Regions from separate parts of the Danio rerio genome. Here region 1 is linked to region 2. The links are chromatin contacts, called in public Micro-C maps. All regions are on one chromosome and are shown on one strand. Each heading gives the region's core, a stretch centred on a gene start, on an enhancer-like site or on the middle of the called end of the contact. The rest is flanking DNA. Distances are from core to core; before and after follow the strand shown.

What was found. Hi-C and Micro-C count contacts between places; a contact is called where the count stands out from the background.
Region 1: a Micro-C map of caudal fin shows a contact between it and region 2, with 5 times the contacts expected there. The contact joins the promoter of pias2 here to the enhancer-like site in region 2. A contact is called at or near these places in 2 of 18 Hi-C or Micro-C datasets (caudal fin and an unstated tissue).

What each region holds. Positions count from the first base shown.
Region 1 is chr5:42,368,367-42,373,354 of GRCz12tu, reverse strand. It overlaps pias2 (protein inhibitor of activated STAT, 2), which reads right to left and starts at 3,603. Exons shown (of 15, transcript NM_001326481.1): 1 at 3,520-3,603; 2 at 1,626-2,094. The coding sequence starts at 3,543.
Region 2 is chr5:42,298,460-42,303,226 of GRCz12tu, reverse strand. arid3c (AT rich interactive domain 3C (BRIGHT-like)) reads right to left here. Exons shown (of 8, transcript NM_001100039.1): 3 at 2,849-2,921. Among named protein-coding and RNA genes, the nearest start is that of pias2, 69 kb to the left of the region's middle. Within about 2 kb of position 2,851, at least 4 of the 62 cell types and tissues checked have an H3K27ac peak or open chromatin away from gene starts, as enhancers often do.

The DNA.
Region 1 (4,988 bases), core at 2,354-4,853, 69 kb before region 2:
CGCCTGGCCAGAAAAACAATCTCTTATTGAATTTAGGCAAGAAAGTAAAAATAAAATACAGCGTGGATCTACTGTATGAGTAGAATGTGGACACAAAGGGTCAGATAGCGGAGATGCTTCCATTATCATACAAGATTTTGTCCAAACATAATGCAACTCTTGATAGAAATAAACACTGTGGCATTGTGAAATGTTGTTAAAGCAAAGCTACAATGAACATACACCATAATCTAAGCTAAAGGGAACTTTCAGGTTATTATCTGACCCTGAGGAGAACCACTCTGTCAAGTATACTCCAGCACATATCAAAGATCTTCACATTCATGCAAGTAATGATTAATTCTTTTGTGAAAATGAAGCAGTTTTTAACAATTGGACTCAATATTATAACAATTCTAAATGAAAACTATATACTACATTGGTCCACTGTTGCCAGAAATGTATTAATCATGACAATGAAGATCACAAACTCCTTTACCTAAACCCAATCTCATGATTGCAAAACTAAGGCCATGTCTACACTAATCCGGATAAATTTGAAAACGGAGTTTTCCTCTAAAAACGCTTCACGCCCACACTGACGTTTCTATTAGTTTTCCAAAACTTTGTCATCCACACTGAAACGACTACCAATGCTTTTAACCTGTACTGCGCATGCGTGAAACGTAAGACGCTTCGTCAAGCGTCATTTCCGGCTGACGTTTATTTTCTTTCCGGCTCTTTGAAACGTTGCTGCAAAATGTCAAGGAAAAGCACATAGTTTTTTAAATGGACTGACAATGAAGTAGAGTTGCTGCTTCGAGTAACACATGAATACAAAGTTGCAAAAGAGAGTGGAAATGTAGACTGGGAGACGTGCCAAAACAAATACGCCGATATACTGGACCGCTTTAAAGAACAGTATCCTGCTGATGACGCTGCTTACCCTCACAGTAAGGACGACATCACTAAAATCATAATCACAACGAAAATAAAGTAAACGAATTAGTAACATGACTGAGTGTCACATGACAAAAAACGCGTCATCGTTTTCGAAAGACTCCGTTTTCACAGTCTACACTACGACACGAAAAAGTCTTTTTCAAATTTATCCACTTTGGAGAGCGTTTTCAAAAAGATACGTTTTTGTTTCCTAAAAACACGTCTCAGTGTGGATGGAAGGGCAAAACGGAGACAAAAATATGCGTTTTCAAATGAAACGCATTAGTGTGGACATGGCCTAAATTTTCAGCATCATTACTGCAGACTTCAGTCTTATAAGAAAAATAAGCAGATTTGATGCAACAAAAAAAAAACATCAATTTATTTTTATATATTATATACTACCATCAATGTTGAAACCAGCTTGTGCTAATATTTGTGGAATGTTTTTTTTTTTCAAAAGATGTTCAAAAGAACAGCAGCTTAAAATGTGAATTTTTCATTTAATTGAAATTGTCATTACAATCGCTTTTGATCTATAAAAATAAAAAAAAACTCATTGACCCAAAACTTTTTAATAATTGCAAAACCACCAAAACTAAAGTCAGTTGCTAAACTTTAAAGTTATAATGTGAATGCATTGATTTTTTTTATTTATTTTTTTGCTGTGTTGTTGTTTATTTCACCAAGCATGTGACAATTACCTAGACTTGATGGTTTGATCAAGACATCTAAAACATCGTAAAACGGTAAGGACTTCATCTGCACATCCGGATGGACGGGGGCCATTAGTGTCGTGGGCTGCTGCATGTTCATCATGGGCTTTGACTCATGAAACACAGGTGAATCACAGCTCTCCCGGCGCTGCTGCAGGACGTCTGAATGGTCGGTTGGCAGAGTAAGATCTGAGCTTACAGCCGTGGCACCGCTGTCCAGATGAATGAAGGATTTAATGCTTGACTTTAGTGCCGCCAAATCTTGAAGACCTTCAAATGTCCTTGGATATCTCCGCCGATACAGTTCTTTGATTTTGATCTGCACTGCAGAACTACAACCACTCCTCAGTAGATGCAGAGCCCTCAGCAAAAGTTCATGCTTGCGACCGCTCTTATTCCTTCCAGCAAAACCTAACAGTACTTGGAGCTCTGAGACACGGAAACTTGATACCATATTCTGAAAAATAAATCCAGACAAGGCAACAAAAAAAAAAAAGAAACACCACACATTAGTAAGAATACATTTGCCACAGGTTAGTAAATATAACCACCCTCTATGCCATTTTGTGTACTTTTACAACTTTTGTTTTAAGATTTTAGCAAGACATAAACCTTTGCATCAAAATCAACATGGCATAAGCTTGTGGAAAATGGTTATGACAGTTTTTTTTAAACCAAAAAGTGTCATTTAATTAGTAACCAGATTAATTAACAAAGAATTATGTGTGAAGTGAGGTGACAGCCCACCCAAAAAACACCCTTTCAAGAAACCCCAAAGAAATAAGAAAATCTCAACTGACCCTTCATTACACGGTCCATGCTTGATTGTTCTTACGTGTTAATCCTTTTTTCTTTAATAATCCTTAACAAATGACCGAAATGCATCTAAAATGTTGAGAATAATTCCAAGACCCATTAGATGAACATCGAGAACATGACAAAGAACAAAACAGATGTTCACGTTGATCTCAAGAGAAATCAACAGAACTGCTGGCGGGAAACTTGGTTTACAGCAAATCTGGACAATTCTGAACACTTTACAGGACAGCATGAATCAGTCAGTTATGTAATGACAGATATAACAGCAAGTGTCTAACATTAACGTATCCAGTACACACAGTATACCTTTCTTATGGCATGGTTAACGTTTGTTGGAGCTGAATACGTTCAATTTCAGAAAAGTGATGTATGCATCACACTACTAAAGTGCTTATGTTGAGGAAAATATGAAACAGAAGTCAAGTTTGTTTTGTTTGCCGCAAACTATTTACAGTTAGAGCTTGTAAACAACATTCTCAGTGTGTATATTTTCCATTGTTTAACTTAGCAATTATGATATAAAACGCACGTTCACTTTCATTTACACGCACAAAGAGACTCTGGACACGCTGGATTAAACATATGTCTCCCTTGCAAACACTTCTAATAAATCAAGCATCACCTGTGTGTAAGTTACATGTAAACAATGTCAATAGCTGCCGGACGCTAACGTTAGCTAACAAAAGACCAGCCAAAACAAGTCGAGCAGTGAAGAACGTAAAAACTTTTTACCTGAAGCGAACAGTCGTCAAGTTCAGTTAGGCATTATAATAAAGCGTTTTCATGCAGTCAATGGTGGCAATAAAAGCAGTGGCATTTTGAGGCTGATCTTCAACGTTTGTGTAGCATCTCGAGAGCTAAACGAGTAGCGGGTTGGTGGCTAACAGGCTAACCATAACCCGAATAACGGAGGGATGTCGCGTTTCTCTTTTAACTATGAAGAAACTAACGCATCAAAGGCCAACGGACGGGCATAATAGCATAACATAACGTCAACTGCAAAATGCCTTCAGCATGTGAAAGACGCAAAGAAGTAGCCAGCTATCATTGCACTTTCGCCTACCCGTAACTCCTCAATATCCGCCATTTTCTGGCTGCGCTCATCCTGGCTAGTCCGGAGATGTCGAGTCACGTGACACAGGCTGGTTAAAGGGGTCACGTCGTTCATTTGTGCATTTTTATTTTCTTCTGAGGTTCCCTGATTTGCTTTTCCCCTTACCCATATTTTGGGAATAGTTTCCGTTATTCAGTAATCAACCACAGAATCCTTCGCTGTGAACGAAATTATAATTATTTTTCCACAAGGAGGAGATCATTTAGCCATCGAAAAGTAAAATCCTGTTAATCAGTTCAAATTGTTTATAAACATTTTAGTTCAATGTTATGTTTGTTAATTAGTCTTTTTGGGTGGCAATGTTATCTGCAATAATCTAATCCTAAATATCGCAGATATATTGGAAGCGTTTTTACTTGCATTGTGTGATTCCTGTACTCTCTTTCGCCACTAGAAATGTGTTTTGAAACTGTTTTTCTGAGAGTATGTCCTCATGTAAGCTCTAATGTGATTCCAACAAACCTTTTAGCACCAAGGCAAATAAGATGAAGTAAAAAAGCTGTACAGCATAGATGGGTCTCAAACTCAGTTCTTGGAGGGTCGCCTGCAGCTCTGCACAGTTTTGCTCCAACCATAATCAAACATGGCTTATTCAACTAATTAAGGTATTCAAGACTACTAGAGAGGTGTGAGTTGGAGGTGGTTGAAACTAAACTATGCAGAGCTGTGGCTCTCCAGGAATTAAGTTTGAGACCATTTAGTTTATGCTAGTGGTGTTCCACCAGGGGGCAGCAAAATTCTAAGGGGGCCTCATTCATTCATTCATTCATTCATTTTCTTCTTGGCTTTTAGTCCCTTTATTAATCAAGGGTCACCACAGTGGAATAAACCGCCAAATTATCCAGCATATGTTTTACACAGCGGAAACACCCATACACACTGACATTCCCACCCACACAAACACTATGGCCAATTTAGTTCATTCAATACACCTATAGCATGTCTTTGGACAGTGGGGGAAAGGAGAGCACCCAGTGTAAAACCACACGAACATGGGGAGAACATGCAAACTCCACACAGAATTGCCATCTGACCCAGCTGAGGCTCGAACCAGCGACATTCTTGCTGTGAGGAGACAGTGCTAACCACTGAGCCACCGTGTCACTCTAAGGGAGCCTTGAGAATTTAAAATGGTTAAATAAAAACTTTTTTATAATCCACACATTAACAACTGTTTATGTTGTCTTTGTAGATGTTGGAAATCATTAAAAATATCTAAAATATATATATTATGTTTTAGTATACAGCTTATGATTATAGTAGTGTATAGTTGTATACACTATATACATAACTATACCAAGCCCCATTTAACTGATTAACATGTTAAACAACTGAAAGTCATCCAAATGTTGTAAATGAAGTCTTGGAGCCAAAACTTTGAGAACCATTAAGGAACTGTAATGAATTTTGTCTCACGA
Region 2 (4,767 bases), core at 1,602-4,101:
CAGAAATAAAATATAAAAAAAGGAAAAAGTTTAGTTTCTTTTTAAAGCTCCTACGGTCCTGCAGTTAAAAGCAGTGGGTAAAAGTAAAAAGTGGGTAATTTTTATTTTATTTTATCTTTTGTTGTTTTATTAATAATGGAAATATGCATTTAATTTCTTATGTATTTAATCAAAAATGAAGAAAACAATATTTTAAAAATGTAAATAAATGTTTTAATTAAGATTAGGTTGGGCATCTATTATTAAGTTCTATATATTAGTATTATTAATAATGTAAAAAAAATTCAATTATATGATATAAACAGGTCTGACATTTTTCTTGTGCGACAGTATCTGTCTTTACAAAAATCAACATCATATAGACATCTTATTTTAAACAATAAACCTTAACTTTAATACGTTTGTACAACTACATCAAATTACAGCACATGTGGATTAAAATATATGGTTAAATAATGATCATACAGTTAAAATACACCATATTACCAAAACAAAGTCATATTAGTGACAAAAACAGCCACGAGAGCTTAAAATATCTGCCATGGAAAGTCTTCAAAGGCTGCAAACTTCCTCATATTATGCAAGGCCTTTAAAGTTCCTCTATTTCCGCTATAAAAATATGGAGGGCTGATGTCTGCTGAAGCACCTTGGTGGGAAAAAGCGGTCAGATGATGTACCTCCCTCTTCAATAAAGCTGAAAATTCATTATGCTAACATAATACCAGGATGCTGCCTTCCCCACTGTGGCAAGGTCATCCCCTCAGGGATGTTTTCACATAATCTGAGAGTAATTATAATACAAACAGCAGAAGCCGTTGTTTCAGATAGCATCAGGGGCACAAACACACCACGGTGGCAGCAACACTTCAGAGAACTGGACGGGTCAAGCAGGAAACATGGAAAAGCCTATCACAATAGTATCTACACATTCTCAGCCTTTACCAAAACAATAAAGCCTGCATTTCTATTGTTGGCGAGACGGCAGATGGGTGGCTGGGCATTTATGATGCTTTGTTTTCCACCACAGGTGCCACACATTTATACACAAATCGAATTATTCCAGTTGTTCAGATGACAGGATATGCTTGTTATATTACAGTATTTACTCAAAAGAAAAACTGTTTACCCTTATATTATGCTGCAGGTCAATTTGACCTGCTGTAACACAAAACCTGCATCAGAAATACTAAAAATACTAATAGCAGGCCTGTAGCCAGTCTGGTGAAAGGGTGGCTCTTTTATCGCAAAAAGTGGACCTTTTTGCAATTATACGCCTCATTTTCCATGTAATTAAGACTTTTAAATACTGCATTTTAGTGACATTTTAAGCACTATTCTGAATTAGCTTGTTAGATGGTCATCATAACCACATTTTTAGACTATTTTAGCCAAAATAGTATTCAAAAAAATTTTGGTCATTTGTTTTAAGAATAAGGTCCAAGATTTAAAATAAAAGCTAATTCTCTTTTTTTAAAACAACACAGTAGCGAAAGACTTCTCCTATGCACAGCTGGATGTTGGATGAAAAATGTTTGTTAGGATTGGCCAAAACTGATTAGCAAAAGTCACACCGAATCGACAGCTGACAGAGGATTCTGATTGGTCTTAAAGCATTTTTCGATGGGTTATTTTCACCATGATGGCATAGCAGTCAAAATAAGACAAATAGTCTCATGTATGGGACAAAAAAATGGGCCTGAATATATATATATATATATATATATATTTTTTTTTTTTAAATTCTAGTCACAATTTAGGCCATAAAGTAAAACAACAACAACTGCTAACTGCCCTTAGCAGCTAACTACATTTATTCAATTAGCAGACACTTTTGCTCAAAGAAATGCTTTAACTGCTTTTTACACTGCTTTACAGGCATACAGTTCCGGTTTATTCATGGTAGCTTTGCTAAGACTCAAACCCATGATCTTGGTGCTGCTTGTGCCACAAACTGCTACTTAAGGTTAAAAGAAGAAAGAAATTGGTAAAAATCATAATAATAATTTTAAAAAGTAATAATTAAAACTACTAATAAAATAATATAATAAAAAATGTAAATACACAGTAATAATAACATAAAATTAAAAACATGTTGTTACAGTTACAATGTTGTTTCTTTAAATAAAATTAAATATAATATCATACAATTAAAAAAAATTATACACTGCAAAAAACTGCTTTTTTACTTGAGAGTTTTTGTCTTGTTTCAAGTCCAAATATCTAAAAATTCTTGAATCAAAATAATCTGCCAATGAGGTAAACAAAATTAACTTGTTTTCTCGTTGCATAAATAATATCTGACTAAGCCAATAGGCAGATTACTTATTTTAAAGAAAAATCACTTGATTTTGGCATATTGTTTCTGAAAACAAGACAATGTTCTTGGCTTGTCTAGAAACTGCTTCTTGATTTAAGAATATTTAGATATTTGGACTAGAAACAAGACAAAAACTCAAAGTAAGAAAAGCAGTTTTACAGTGTGTATGTTCTAATTTTTATTTCTGCAATGTGTGAAAAGTATTATTATGTCAAATGTGTTTTTATGGTGTGGGTAAAACTGAAAAGTCAAGTGAAGACAGTATGTCCTGCCTCATCTTAACTGGTCGTTTTCACCAACACCATTAAAAAAACACACCCAAAATTCAAACATGAACTGAGAGTTAAAAATGTTTCTTTGGTTATTTGATGAACACAATTTCACCTGGCTAAAAAAGCATCCACAAATCCAATAATTACCCTTATCTAAACATCACCATCTAAAGCCAACATATGGTTTTGCGGCATGGGTGTGAAAGGGTGTGTGCTTCTGATATTTGCTATCTGACCAGCTCCACAAAACAAGACTCACCTCTTTTCTGCATGAAACTGAAGAGATCGTCAAGAAACTCCTTCCTCTTCTCATCATCGTCTAGTTCGTACAGCTGTGGAAAGATAAAAATGATGCTTTGTTAGTATTTTGAACAGCACTGTTGTCTTGTTTCTTGCTCAAATATCTAAAAATGCTTAAATTAAGAAGCATTTTCTAGACAAAAAAACAATATTGGCTTGTTTTCAGAAATAACAAATTTAAATTTAATAACGTGACAATAATAAAGACTTTAGTAATCTAATTTCAAAACAAGAACAGGATCATTTTATTTAATCTATAGGCAGGTTATTTTGCTTGTTTCAAAGAAAAACTCAAGTCATTTTACTTATGATTTCTGAAAACAAGTCAATTTTTGCTTGTCTGTAAATGCTTCTTGATTTAAGAATGTCAAGACAAGGCGCATTTTTACGAAGCTACAGATTATGACACACATACAATAGAGCAAATCTAGCGTTAAATTTATCGTATTAAACCTAGACGCTGATACACTTACACCAGTGGGAAACCGCAAGCATTTTAAGGGCGCTTTTGCCTGTATTGGCATATCCATTATGTTTTCTCATCCTGTCCCCTCTCTCTGAATGGACATGCTCAAAAGAGCCTTTTAAAAGCCGTCTCGTGAAGGAGAAGACTGCAACCTGATGGAAATATGCTCCTCAACCTTCACTTTCAATAAGTCTTAGGCCACGTTAACAGGCGAGCAGGTCGATACAGGAAGACAGAGGGATGACCTTTGGAAACAGCGGGGCACATGGAACAAGGCCCCGGAGATAATAACCGATCATTTAGGAGTGTATTAGCTGTCACCAATATTAAAGGACCAATGCAATCAATGCCTCGGAGAAAAAGGTACAGTGGGTTTAAAGTGTGAATACAACACACCAGGCTTTTACCCATGTGTGACATTTCCGAGACGTGCAGCACGAATAAAACACGTTTCAGTCGAAGTATGACATCTCTCATCGGGAACCGAGCTCGGAAATGCTGTAAAGTCAGTCAAGTCACCAGCATATAGATGATATCTGTTAACATCTATATGTGTCATACTTGTCGAAACATATAGAAACGAGAGTGACTTTAAATCCGTTTGAGATCGTTTAAACAAACGCATCACTGCTAAATGGTTGTTCATATGCATGCAGATACTGATGCACAAGATATGAACGTGCAAGTCTGAATGTAAATCCTGAAGAACAAGAGTGTGTAACATGAAAACCCTGCTCCTCTTAATGTATGGAGATTTAAATGTTGATGTTGCGCAATATTCTGAAGCAGGTCGCACACCAGACTAGAAGTGCAATGCTGTGAAATGATACATATTGTTTTATGTGAGCGTATGTCATGTCACATGCTGCGTTCAATTCCTTCTGGAAAGCTCGTACTTCACAAGTCGTAACTATGACGTCAAGTGCGTTAAAGTTACTTTTGATAGCTGTAATAAAGAAATTGCATTAGGCGTGTTTTGCATTTTCATTTTTGTTAAATAGTTTATTTAGCCACTTTAAGCTAATCATTTTAAACTTTTATATTGTTAAATTACATCTTGTATCTTGTCATACTCAAAAAGTTTTAATTTTTTTAATAAACACATGACAGTTGTTGCATCCTTCAATTTCACTATGCTTTGTTTCCACCAAAAAATGAGAATTACTTTATGCGCAAAACTAGAATATCGCATAAAAGATGTGCGAATAAAGCAGGGTTTCCATCCAACGAGTTAAAGAGAACAAAATCGTCACTTTCTGATTGGCGGCAAATATCAACAGTAAAAATGTATTTTGTGGTAGGGGAAGCTGCACAAATCTTTTCCTTATTTAATAAATGACTTGAGCCTCAGAAGACGATGACGACAGCACTGATCGCTCATAACAAAAATTACACTTTTTTTTAATGCGCAT